Regions from separate parts of the Mus musculus genome. Here regions 1 and 2 are each linked to region 3. The links are chromatin contacts, called in public ChIA-PET and promoter capture Hi-C maps. All regions are on one chromosome and are shown on one strand. Each heading gives the region's core, a stretch centred on a gene start, on an enhancer-like site or on the middle of the called end of the contact. The rest is flanking DNA. Distances are from core to core; before and after follow the strand shown.

The links. ChIA-PET counts read pairs in DNA pulled down with a chosen protein or histone mark. Capture Hi-C pulls out chosen DNA fragments and counts their contacts.
Region 1: a contact with region 3 is called in an H3K27ac ChIA-PET map of liver, with 6 times the contacts expected there. The contact joins the enhancer-like site here to the promoter of Gys2 in region 3. A contact is called at or near these places in 10 of 39 promoter capture datasets (the 3T3-L1 cell line, cranial neural crest, embryonic stem cells and 6 more), 13 of 484 Hi-C or Micro-C datasets (the HL-1 cell line, the HPC-7 cell line, Sertoli cells and 7 more), 2 of 115 datasets of contacts at active chromatin or transcription factors (embryonic stem cells and liver) and 5 of 9 other capture datasets (adipose tissue, embryonic stem cells, liver and 2 more).
Region 2: a contact with region 3 is called in a promoter capture Hi-C map of adipose tissue. The contact joins the promoter of Sult6b2 here to the promoter of Gys2 in region 3. A contact is called at or near these places in 2 of 39 promoter capture datasets (both in liver) and 2 of 9 other capture datasets (adipose tissue and liver).

What each region holds. Positions count from the first base shown.
Region 1 is chr6:142,735,624-142,739,772 of GRCm38.p6, reverse strand. No RefSeq gene overlaps it. Among named protein-coding and RNA genes, the nearest start is that of Cmas, 19 kb to the left of the region's middle. Within about 2 kb of position 1,317, at least 3 of the 459 cell types and tissues checked have an H3K27ac peak or open chromatin away from gene starts, as enhancers often do. A contact at or near this core is called in liver, where this site is marked.
Region 2 is chr6:142,801,394-142,805,747 of GRCm38.p6, reverse strand. Sult6b2 (sulfotransferase family 6B, member 2) reads left to right here and starts at 1,282. Exons shown (of 6, transcript NM_001145390.1): 1 at 1,282-1,502; 2 at 3,872-4,056. The coding sequence starts at 1,358.
Region 3 is chr6:142,470,980-142,475,528 of GRCm38.p6, reverse strand. It overlaps Gys2 (glycogen synthase 2), which reads left to right and starts at 2,420. Exons shown (of 17, transcript NM_145572.2): 1 at 2,420-2,848. The coding sequence starts at 2,728.

The sequences.
Region 1 (4,149 bases), core at 68-2,567, 270 kb before region 3:
ACCTTCTGCTAGTTCACACTTAATCTTCAGACCAGGGTAACAGGGAAGCCACGGCTCCATCTAGGCATCGCGACCACTACGTGCGCAAATAAATGAGGAGGCCACATCCCTCCTCATTTGGAAGGATTTCGGGGGGTCACTCTTCCGCCAACATCTTGTAACTTAAATAGGAGGGGGAATAGTTAATGTGGTACTAATAAAGTCAAAGCGTCTTGATTATATCACAACATTAGAAGACCTACACAATTCCAGGTTATTGTCCAATAACTGCTCACATGTCTTAGCTAGTGTTTATCACTACCTTCCTATATCACTCAATTTATAGTCTTTTTTTTTTTCTTCTCTACTAGGCACCTCAGTATAGGATAGGATGACCCAAGCATTGACTCCTGAAGGATTTGTCTGAATCTTGTGGTTTTTTTCCCCATTGACCTTAACATCAAGGCACTGAAATGCTCCCATAGATCGTCTGCATTCTAGAGAGACTCTGATTTTATTGTGGCGTAGTTGCTTAGTTTCCCTTTGAGAAACAGGACCAGGCACAAAAGCTGACACCATACTTCAGTCTTTGCCTGAGGAGTGCAGCGTGGAGAGGTGACAATCAGTGGAGTCATTGTTGTGTCTCTGGCTGAGAGCATTCTTTCCTCTGAAACTGTGACCTCCTATGTCAGCTTCTGTGGCATGTTAATTATGGCAGCCAAAAGGGGGCTTCTGGTTGCCAGACATCAATACTTTGACATTTGGACCTTGGTAGTCAACCTCAGGAGGAGGAAGTGGCCATATAAGGGACTACACCTTGGTGGATCGCATAGGGCATGTAATCTGTGGTTTAGCCAGGGGGGCAGAGAGAAAGGCAAAACCTGTTGGTGGGCACCAAGCTTGCTATGCTCTGTCCTGCCAGAGCCCTTTGACCCCTCTTGCATGTTTCATGGTTTTGGTGTCACACTAACCTTGGCAGTTCTCCAGGAATGCAGCCTTGACTCAGGTCGCCATTGCTCTTAAATGAAAGGGGCTCTGGCGGGCACGTTTGGCTTTTCCCACCACCAGCGTTCCAATGTCATGGATCAAGGAATGCTTGTTGACATTACACCTACTGCTAAGAGTGCTAAATCCGACTATATGTTCTGGAACTGTGAAAATCACACAAGTTCTGTTCAGGGATCTGTGGTATGGACATAGAGTGGTCCCTGGCCTCTATAAGCCTCTACTCTAGTGAGCAGCACTTATGGTCACCTACAGCCATTGTCATTTCATACGCAGCCTCTGGAAGTCTCCCATAGCTCTGAGCAATTGATTTTGTCTTGTGTAAAGATACCCTGGTTAGAAGCTAGAGATCCCTCTAGGGAAAGGCTGGGAGAAATATTAACCACACAAAATGTTTGACTGAGAACAAAGGTTTTCGGTCTCATTCCAAAGTTTTTGATTTTGTAAACTGGCACAAATGTAGGAATTGGGCAAAAGGCTGTGACAAAAGGCTTTTGTGTGTGTGTGTGTGTGTGTGTGTGTGTGTGTGTGTGTGTGTGTGTGTGATTTGAATTAGAGGTTCATTGGCTTGATGTGGAAGTTTCTTTTGTCATGTATGGGGTGAGAATTGAGCCTGACTTGTCTACCTTAATCCTAGACTCACTATGATTAACTAGCTAAGGCCTTAGCTTCACATAAGCCAGTCCTTCAGGCACCTGGCCTAGCATCATGATGAACTCTGCTAAGATGAGATAATTTTAAGAATATTTATTTTATGTTAAATTATGTGTTCATGAAGGCAGGTGCCTGCAGAAGGCAGAAGAAAGCATTGGATCTCTTCAAGCTGGAGTTATAGGCAGTTGTGAGCCACCCACCATGGGTTCTGGGGACATAACTTGGGTGCTCTGCAAGGGCAGCTGGTGCTCTTAACCGCTGAGCCATCACTCCGGTCCCCTACATGAAATAATTCCTGACACACAGAAAGGACCTTGATCCTCAGTTGCCTTTCACTTCGGTTGAAAAATATTTGTGCTGAAGATAGACCTGGATTCAAACCCCATTCTGTGGCTCTCCTAGCTGAGTAATTTGAGATGTCAAAGTTAACAAAGCTTAATGGAAGTCACAAGTGGCCAGCAGATAGTGTGCCCTTAGAGTCTGGTGACTGCAGTTGAGCTCATTGCTATTGTCATTGTGATTGTCACTGCCGTCCAGCATGCTGTGTGCAGTTGGGAGCTGCAGTGAGAAGCTCAGCAGAATGAAAGCGTATCTGGCACTTTGGGTCCCTCCTTGATAACGTGCATGGCTGGAAGGCTGGGAAGTCCACGCTGAAGGAGGGAGAGAGAGTGGGAGGGAGGGGAGGAATCTCCTGTGCTCTGGACTCTTTCCCTTCAGGGCTGGCTAGAGCCAGCTCACAAGAGTTGACTAGTAAATTTCTCAGAATGTTTTAAGGTCAAATTAAACGTAATTTTTTGTATATATAAATAACAAGTCATATGGATTTATAATTAAATAAATTGTACTGGGAATTCATTCTCAAAGTATGCTTTTTGGATCAGTTTTACTTAGTTTTCTTAGTCAATGGGATGAGACCCCACCGAGCCCTACACAACTCTCCTTGTTGAGCACCTTCAATCTTTACGTTTTGCCAGATCTGCTTTATGTAAATCTGCTATTACATCGCTAGCATTCCACATGGCTTTTAGTCCTCTAGCCTTATTAACTCGAATTCTTCCTCCACTGAATTGTGCTCTAAATTTATATTTATGAGGCTGACTCTAGCTGGTCAGGTTCATTAATTTATGTATATTATTTTTGAGGCAGAGCCTCATGTAGCCCAGGTTAGCCTCAAACTTGCCATATATACATATATATCTACAAAGATGACTTAACTCCTGATCCTCCTGTATCTTTATCCCAAACTCTGAGATCAAATCTAAGCAATATAGGCTTATAGGCATGTTACCATCCTGTTCAGTGTATGGGGTGCAGGGCTTTATGCGTGCTAAGGAAGCACTCTACCAACTGCACTATACCCCATGCCTCGAAAGACATAGTGAGAGTTTTGTTGCTGGTTCTGCTTCCTCCACTTAGTCTCTTCTGCTTCCTGTAGGATAGTACTCAGTACACATGTATGCTCACACACACACACACACACACACACACACACAAACATGCACACACACTTATATACACATCTAAACATGCACATACACACATACCCATACATACACACATACAAACATATATGCACACATACACACACGCACACCACACACACACATGCCCATGCACATGTGCACACATACTTATATACACACATAAACACATATACACACATATGCACACGTACATGTGCACACACTTATTCATATGTACACACACATATACACACACTCCTATATATATATGCTCATATATTCTGTTTTCTCACTTTTCCTAAATAAGTGATGGGGTTATGCATATTTTTCTTTTCATTTAAATATATACACAGGTGTAAGTCTATAGTAGCATTGTGAATATAATCATTTAATGAAGAGGTTGGAGAAATAGTTTGAATATTTTACCAAGTAAAATTGTGATCCTTTGCAGGCTTTTGTGGAAATCGATTATCACATACACACATATACACACACATACACACGCACAGCACACACAATTGCATCAATTGGTAATCAGAATTTGATGCCTTAACTACATATGTTAGCTTTTGCATTTGTATATGTTTTAGCTGGTGTTTGTACACCGTAAAAAATTGGCTAGGTTTGGGTTGATTAGTAACATTTTAATTCTCTATATCGTTAAATAAAATTCAACACAAATTAGAGACACTTGGGCAAAGGGAAGCTCAGTAGAGGAACGAGCTCCATAGATTGGTCTGTGGACATGTCTGTCTGCCGGAGACTTTTCCTGATTGCTGTGGGAAGGCTCAGCCCACTGTGGGCATTGATAGCGCTGGGCAGGTGGTCCTGGAGCCACCTGAGCCCCTAAGGAAGCAAAGTGAGCAAGCCTTGGTGAGCAAGCCAGTAAGCTGCACTCCTCTGTGGTCTCCGGTTCAGCATCAGCCTTGAATTCCTATCTTGGCTTCCCTCGATGACAGATGGATACCTGTAAGCCAAGTACACTTTGAAAATCTCTCTGGGTTGGTGTTTTATCACAGGAAGAGAGAAACAAGCTAGGAGTGCGGTA
Region 2 (4,354 bases), core at 33-2,532, 330 kb before region 3:
TATATATAACAACAAAGTTAAAGAAGAGGAGAGTGTGAATTTTGGAGGGGAGGACCTACAAGGGGTAGGAGGGAGGAGGGGGAGGGGAGAAATGACTTAAAATAATTATATTTTAATTACGTAAAAATAAGTATCTAAAAGGGAGCCAATGGGTAGTTATGCAAAAATTAGCTATCAAAAATTAATCCTGCCAATAGTTTTATTTTTAAAAAGGACCTTGAATTTCCAATCCTCCTGCCTCCACCTGCTGGGTGCTGGGATTGTAGATCTGTACCACTATACATTGTGTCTGTGTGGCTGGGCATCCATTCCTGGCTTCCTACATGCTACGTAGCTGCACCAAGTGAGCAGCCCACCCTCAAGCTCTGCTTTCTGTTGGCTTGTCCTAGAACACAGCAAGCCAGGACACTTCATTGCTGTCCTCCGTTCATGTGTTTATTCTATTAGTGCATTCTCTGTCATCTCCTGTGTATATGATCTGTTACTATGTATATGTTTCTGTTACTGCCATGGGCATCTTTCTTCTTCAGATATTTTCCCTACAGTATAACCTCTATTTTTGACACTCGATTAAAATTTTGTCCATTTCTTCATTAATGTTCCTTCCATTGTCAGACAAGCCAAATTTTCAACTGAGTTTCATTGAAATAACTGAGCATTTCTTTACTATATCTAATTGAATCTGGAATATTGTAATATTACCAACCAAGACTAAAATTGAGTGAGATAAGAATTAACTTCCTTCTCTCTACAGATTCCTGTTTGCATGTGTTCTCAGGAAATCTCTTTTTAGTGTGGTATTCTGACTATCACTGTATTTCTTCTAAACTACAGCTCATAAAGGCTGTCGCAAGAGTATTTCCCAATTCCTGGAGACATTCTTATTTCCCTGTTGCTGTGTCCCCTCAAACTTTAAATACTGACTACTTCCTATACTGTAGAAACCCAATTTTCTTAATTACTTTCAGTGACATAATTCATTGTAGTGACTAAAGACTTTACCTATTTAGGACAAAGGATTTGATAGTGGTACAATCTTAACACAGTGATTACTCCTGGCTGCCTGGTAGTTTTCTATGCAAATGAGCCTGAACTGAGTGGAAGGACACATTTTGTAACCTGTGTTATCAGAAAAATTCAGATAACATGACTTTTATAATAGACATTGGCTCAGTTGTGGTTTAAAAATTATTCTTCTAGAGAGCTGCAAAAGGTATATATAGACACATGGAATATCAGCTTGGAGATACCAAGATTCCTCTGCCACTCTGCTGAGGTTGTGACCAAGGGCCAGGTTTGTCTGTGGCTTGTGGAGGGACTGTGCTGACTATACAGCCTCTAATAGGGTCAGTGGAAGATGTCATGCCAGAGTCAGCCAAGTCTCCTCCATAAGTACATGGGCATCTTCTTCTCTACCATGTCTTCAGAAGAACTCCTTGGTTCCTTGGACTCTTTTGATGCTAGAGAAGATGACATATTTCTGGTTTCCTACCCAAAATCTGGTGAGTTTCCCCCTAAAATGTACTAAAAGATACAGAGATGCAACAGTAAGAGGTATAGAAACATTGTTTCCATTTACTTAGTGTTCTATAAGATACAGAGATGCAACAGTAAGAGGTAGAAACATTGTTTCCATTTACTTAGTGTTCTATAAGATACAGAGATGCAACAGTAAGAGGTAGAAACATTGTTTCCATTTACTTAGTGTTCTATAAGATACAGAGATGCAACAGTAAGAGGTAGAAACATTGTTTCCATTTACTTAGTGTTCTATAAGATACAGAGATGCAACAGTAAGAGGTAGAAACATTGTTTCCATTTACTTAGTGTTCTATAAGATACAGAGAAGCAACAGTAATGGAAACATTGTTTTTGTTTCCATCTCAGACATTTTTTGGGGGTGGGGGGATGACTTTCAAGGATTTAGATTTCTTACTTTAAAAAGACTCAAGTGAAATGATTGAAGCTCTGCTAAAGTTTTCCTCTTCATTTGATTTATGAAGGTGCACAAATGTTGATATATCATATGAAATAAGCAAAATAGCTATGTGATAGATTCCCATTGTATCTTGCCCAGATCGTCCTGATGACTAAACAACCTTTGCTCAGCTCATACTTAATTGTCTATAACTTTTTTCATCTACACTAATAAGAGCCGTAAATACTTTCCCTGCTAAAGTTTTACTTCAGAATCGATTCGTACAGAGTTGTACACCCATGGGTGTCATTGAGTAAGTAATGCCACTCTGTACTTTCTTGGACTTAGTTCTATGATAATTTTGTTTGTTATGTAACATCCAGTTGCCTGCTACAATTTCCTTAGTAGTGGTCACATAGAGACGGTGGCTACAGTTAAGGTGTTCAACAACGAGCAGCCACGTCCAGTCAGTTATGCAGTGTAGTCACCAGTTAGATCGGGTCATCAGTGTGGGAAGAAGCAAAGTGCACAAAGGTCAGGGGTTTTGAGAACACACACACACACACACACACACACACACACACACACACACACACTCTGCTCAATTTCAATCCCAGAGAATCTGATGCCCTCTTCTGTAGACAGCAGGCACTCACAAGATACACACACACACACACATCTGCAGGCAAAACACTCCCACTAATAAAATAAATAAATCTAAGAAAGAAAGACCTTTGTAAAGTACACTTAACATGAAACTTAGAAAGCAAGACAGAGTATTTATTGTTCAGCCATGAAGTTGTTCATGTTACACATCACTGAAATCACAATGAAATAAGACACTAGCCGGATTTAACCTCCTTGAGGCTATAGTCTTCAATTAACAAAATGCCTCCCCCACCCCCACCCCCAAGCTTCAGCTTCTCTGCTGCAAAGTTGGGCTACAGCTATCATTTGCTTCAGCAAAGTGTGGAGTTGTATTCTCTGCTGGGTGTGGGGGAGGGATGCTCAGGGAAGAGCACTTGTGTAGCATGAAAGGAAAACAGGGTTCGGTCCCCTGTGTCATCCCATGTATAACAATCCCCCCCCCCCCGTATTGCAAACAAACATGAGAGCACCGGGCCAACCAGATGGCAGGCACGTGGCTTAAAGCACTCGCTGTGTTAGCCTGGGCACATGAATTTGATCCAGGGAGCACCGAAAAAGGCAGAAGACAAGATCAACTGTGCAAAGTTGTCCTCTGACATTCACTCCCTCACATTATGTGCAAATACAATAATAACAGATTCAATTTACAACAACACCATCCCCACCCCCATCCCACTTCCAAAACACTGAAACTCAAACAGAACTCTGTGCTTTCTTCAGAGTCTATGGTATCAGCCTTTTATCTCTCTGAATACGACGCACATTTATGATTTAAGTGCTTGGTCTGCACAGATACTGTTCTACTCATACAGAGAGATCTATGTGTCACTCTTCAAAAGGTGAAGGGGGAGGTGAACACACACATATGCCATAGTAACTGTGTTCTGATGTGTGTTCTAGCAGAGGAAGGGGCTGGGTTCCATGGGAGACAAAAAGGGAGAGTAACTGCGGAGGAGGGGTGGTTGAGAGGAAAGAAGATAGCCTATAAACGGAGAAGAGCTTGTGGGCTTTGGGAACCACATTAGGGAACACGCATGTGAGCTGGTGAGCAGAAGGGTCTAGAAGGGAGCACTAACAAATTATTTTAAGGGAAGGACACAGCAAGTGTCCTGTGCAAACCTCTGCACTCTTGTAAAGGGAAACTACTCCACAAACCAGGTTAGCATTTCACCAGGTTCCAGGGGTGTGAGAGTCAGGACTGCTCACAGCAGTCACACTTGCCGAATTCACATAACCTACTTGTGCTCTCAGTGCTTGGCTGCAACATGTAATTAAAACTGCATTCTCTTTTCTGTTTGTGTGCAGGCACCCATTGGCTGGCAGAAGTCATTGAGCGCATTCCCGACGCTGGCATCACACTCACTTCTCCTATTGAATTGGGAGACATTTCTAAATTTGAAGAGCTGAAAAGGATACCTAAGAGAAGAGCTATCCCGACACATCTGAACTATGAAATGCTTCCTGTGACTGTGAAACAGAAGCAGTGCAAGGTGGGGGCTGCTGCCCAGGGGCGGCCTCGGAATGTTCAGTTCTTCTTCCCAGGGCAGCCTCGGGATGCTGGGTTCTGCTGCCCAGGGGCAGCCTCAGATGCTCAGTTCTTTTTTTCCCCCAAAGATTCATTTTCCTTTTATTTGATGTGCAAGTGTGAGTGCCTTCAGCTATGTATGTGCACCACGGGCAGGCAGTGGTGTTGGAATCCCAAAGAAAGACTACGTTGTCCTATAACTGGAGTTACAGGCAGTTGTAAGCCACCATGTGGGTGCCGGGAACTGAACCTGATTCTTTGCC
Region 3 (4,549 bases), core at 1,171-3,670:
TGGAGCACTTTGACATCCCTGGGAATTATTCTGTATCAGTTGGATAGGTTCAGGAACTTAGAAGACACTGCAGAAGTTCACATAACTGCCAAGTGGCTGATGGGACTGAACCCCACCAGAGACTGATTCACAACTGAGCACTTGGTCTTAGCAGGTAGCTGTGTGAGTTAACTCTCTGCAACCCTTTCAGTGCTGGACGAGCCAGTCTGCAATTGCTGAGACCGCAGCAAACCTAAGGCCTGCCTCCTCTGACACTCCTCGTCATCACGACCTTCTGTTCAGTTTTACTGGGGTTTGCAGAACCTTCAGGGGTTAAGTCAATACACACAACTTCTTCAAAGAGACAGCCATGAACCTTCAGAGGTTAAGTCAATACTCACAATTTCTTCAAAGAGACAGCCATGTTGAGCATTCCGCACATAGGCACACATTTATACTATCGTAGTACTTGATTTTCTCAAAAAGTATTTTGTATTATTATTATTATTTATTATTATTATTGTGTTGTGTGTGCGTGTGTGTAGCAGAATGTGGGTATGCAGGACACAGCATACATCTGAAGGTCAGAGGACACTTTGTGTGTTCAGTTCTCTCCTCCCCTCCCTTTCGTAAATTCTACGGATCAAACTCAAGTCATCTGGCTTGCTGCGAGATCCATCACCCACTAAACCAACTCACCAGCCCTTTGACTTGATTTTTAATGTTAGCCATATAAGCTTTTCTGTCAAACTTCAAACAAGTAAATATACAGTATGTAATTATATACATGTTCATAGGTAAGGATAAGAATTTTTTAATGTTGGGGCTGGTGAGATGGCTCAATGGGTAAGAGCACCTGACTGCTCTTCCGAAGGTCCGGAGTTCAAATCCCGGCAACCACATGGTGGCTCACAACCATCCGAGATCTGATTCCCTCTTCTGGAGTGTCTGAAGACAGCTACAGTGTACTTACATATAATAAATAAATAAATTTTTTTTAAAAAAAGAATTTTTTAATGTCACTGAGTCCCAGAAGACAAACATATTCTACTTCATTTCCATAGGCTTATACTACATGATAAAATATGACTCTATTCACCTTGAGTCATTAAGACAGGCTTAAGTTACTGCTGAATGATGTTGCTAAAAAAAACTAATAAAATTTTCTATACTGTATTAACAATTTAGTTTTTGTGAGAATTTTAAAAATTCTATTTTTAAATTTTTCTATTGTATTTCTTTTTTTTCTTTTCTTTTTGTTTTGTTTGTTTGTTTGTTTTGTTGTTGTTGTTTGTTTGTTTTTTGAGACAGGGTTTCTCTGTGTAGCCCTGGCTGTCCTGGAACTCACTTTGTAAACCAGGCTGGCCTCAAACTCAGAAATCCTCCTGCCACTGCCTCCCGAGTGCTGGGATTAAAGGTGTGCGCCACCACGCCCAGCTCCTCTATTGCATTTCTTTTGCAGGTGGTATGTGTGTGACTGCTTATGTGTACCACCACACATGCATGAAGGTCAGATGATGACATGCAGGAGCTGGCTATCTATTTCTGTCATGTGGGTCCCAGGATCAAATCCAGGTCATCAGGCTTGGCCGCAAGCTCTTCACCTGCTGCACCCTCTCGCTGGCCCGAATTCTTAAAATTCAAACAAGAAGAATACTTGGGACAATTATCATTTTCTGAAAGAAAAAAAAAAGGCCTATTAATGTAGGCATGTTGATAGCAAGCTAAACTTGTAAAGAACATGGTTAAAAATCAAGCATGCTTGTAGTTGTCTTTTGGGAATATTAGAGTGTGGAAGGTGGTGTTTGTCTGTATGGGCAAACACACAAGCACATACATAGTTGTACACTGACAAATACAGAAAAGGCGGTGCACGGCCTTTACTGATGATGTAATCATCATTATGGTGAAAGTTCAGATCCTAACCTCTTCTGCAACTTTCCCCCATATTTCAATACTTTCCTGAGCACTGAATTATGAAATACTATCAATCCCATAATACTTGACATTTAAAATCCATGAACGGAACTAAAATTCATTTCTCTTTAGCCATTAAGATAGGGATTGACAATCAACCAATCAACCAAAATGACACATTCTTTATGTGCTATGCAGAAAGACACCGTGGTTTATGCCTTTGTATACCAAAAAAGTACAGCATTTAAGGAGAATCGAGATCTGGCCTCTCACCACAATCCAGCTTGTACATTTAGAATAAAATAAGTGGGAATAAAACTCAGAGTTCTAGATAAGGAGAGGCAGAGGGAAGAGCACAGCTAGGCACAGGCTGGGGTAGACTCTAGGCACCACCGTGCAGTCTGTGGAAAACTGCTTGTGTCTGAGGGAAACTCCTGCTTGTGCTTCTGCCAATGACAAAATAAGCATCCAGAGAGTGTAGGAGTTTGGTCTAAAGGCCAAAGGCCAAAGGACTGGACTCTTGTCATGCTCAGTCTGTCCTCTGGCTACCTGCCCTGCTGTGAATAGTCAGGTTTCAGCTGCGATTTTTTGTTTTGTTTTGTCTTGTTTTTTTTGTTTTTGGGTGTCTGTGTGGATTATAACTGTGAGGCACTGCCCTCTCCTGAAAGGCAGCAAGGAGCTGGGCACGCTTCATCCAGCTGCGCTGGGTTCATGTGACCTCAGATTGCTGGCTCACCCTGTAGAGGCTATCCCAAGGCTGCTGCTTTTTCTCAGTGCTGACTGCAGTCAGCTGAATCAGGTCCCAAACGGCACCACACAGCTGGAAGAAGAATGCTCAGAGGCCGCTCCTTGTCGGTGACATCCCTTGGTGGGCTCCCTGTGTGGGAAGCTGAAAGACTCCCTGTGGAAGACTTACTGCTTTTTGAAGTTTCTTGGGAGGTGACCAACAAAGGTTTGTACTACTTGCAACACTGGCCATGGTGGGCCAGAGACATAGGGGACTCCAGTGGTGATGGGGCAGCATTGGCTCTGAAGGTGTCTGTAGGTCATAAAACTCTTTCCAACAGGCAATGAAAACATAAACTTATATGTGGGGTGAAGAGGGAGAGAATCCAAAAGGGTAGTGAGTGGCTGAATAGGCTTGTTAATGTTAGAAATGTAAATGAATGTCATGGCCAAGTAGGAATTTTTTAAAACTTTTTCTAATTTTGTATTAGGTATTTTCTTCATTTACATTTCAAATGTTATCCCGAAAGTCCCCTATACCCTCCCCCCACCCCTCTCCCCTACCCACCCACTCCCACTTCTTGGCCCTGGTGTTCCCCTATACTGGGGCATATAAAGTTTGCAAGACCAAGGGGCAAGTTATTGTTTTGTCTGAGCATTTTCCTTATAAATAAGAAGCAAATTAAGAAATTCTTTTCTTAGAGGAAAAGCTATATGTGGTCAGGACTAATCAGAAATGTTACCTCTTCATGCTATTAGTGTTTAATGCTTCTAAGAATTCAAGATAAGATTGAAGTTAGAGTTTCATTTAAATTGTGTTCTACTGAGAAATATTAAAATGAATCTTTCTCCAATGCTATGCATATATAGAAAATGTGCTTTTGAAAATGAAAGATGGATGAGGCAACCTAAGTGATTTTTCTAATAGAGGTATTTATAAGGCTATGTGAAAATCAACTCTTAGAGATTTATCTTCCAGTTTTAGGATGTTGACACATGAACTCACAGTTTAGTTATGGTTGGCCTGGAAAATTACAGATTCAAGTGCTGGGATTAAAAAGTGTGTGCCATTATGCTTGTTTTAAAAATCTCAAGGGAATATTAACAGGTGAATAGATTTCCTGAATTCTGCAAGATCATACAAAGCCTGTCAGAGAGATGAGGGGAGAGGGTAAATGATACAACCTTTACAAATTGAAGATGGGAGCTGAGAATGAATGAAGATTCTATTTCTTCCTTGCACATGTTGAGGGTCAGCATAATGTCAGAGTTGGAATTATAATTGCTGAGTCTGGGAAGATAATTCTGTCAGTAAAATGCTCCTCTGGCAGGCATAAGGACCCGAGTTCCAGCCCTGAAACTCAAGTGAAGAACCTGGGTGTGGCTGCAGATGCCTGTTGTCCCAGGGCTGTGGAGGTGGAGGCAGGAGGGCCCCAGAGGCTGACTGGCCAGCCAGCCCAGCAGGATGGGTAAACTCCAGGCAAGTGAGAGACCCTGTCTCACAAAGCAAAGTCAACAGGACTTTGGTGACCTCTGGCCTATATGTGTGTGTGCACATGCTCTCACACATGCACCCACGGGAACATGTACCCACACGTGTGCCACGTGCATCTTGTGTACACACACATACGCAGGATTGTATTTGCACTCTGTCCTGGCTTCCGCCTTATTCTGACTGTTCAAAGTTCCCCCAGTACACATTTAGGAAATACGTAAAAGGAAAGTCAGCAGAGGGCTCCTCTGTTTAGACGCCCTCAGACGCAGCTCAAAGGATGAGCCCTTCATCCTCTGTACTGATGAGAGGAGCAGAGAGGACCGGACCTTAGCACAGAGGAGGGACGTGTTGTGCACACAGCTCTTTCAAATGTCCCTTTACACTCACCAATTCTGTCTCTACGGTTTCTGAATAAGGCCAGGGTTCTTGCAA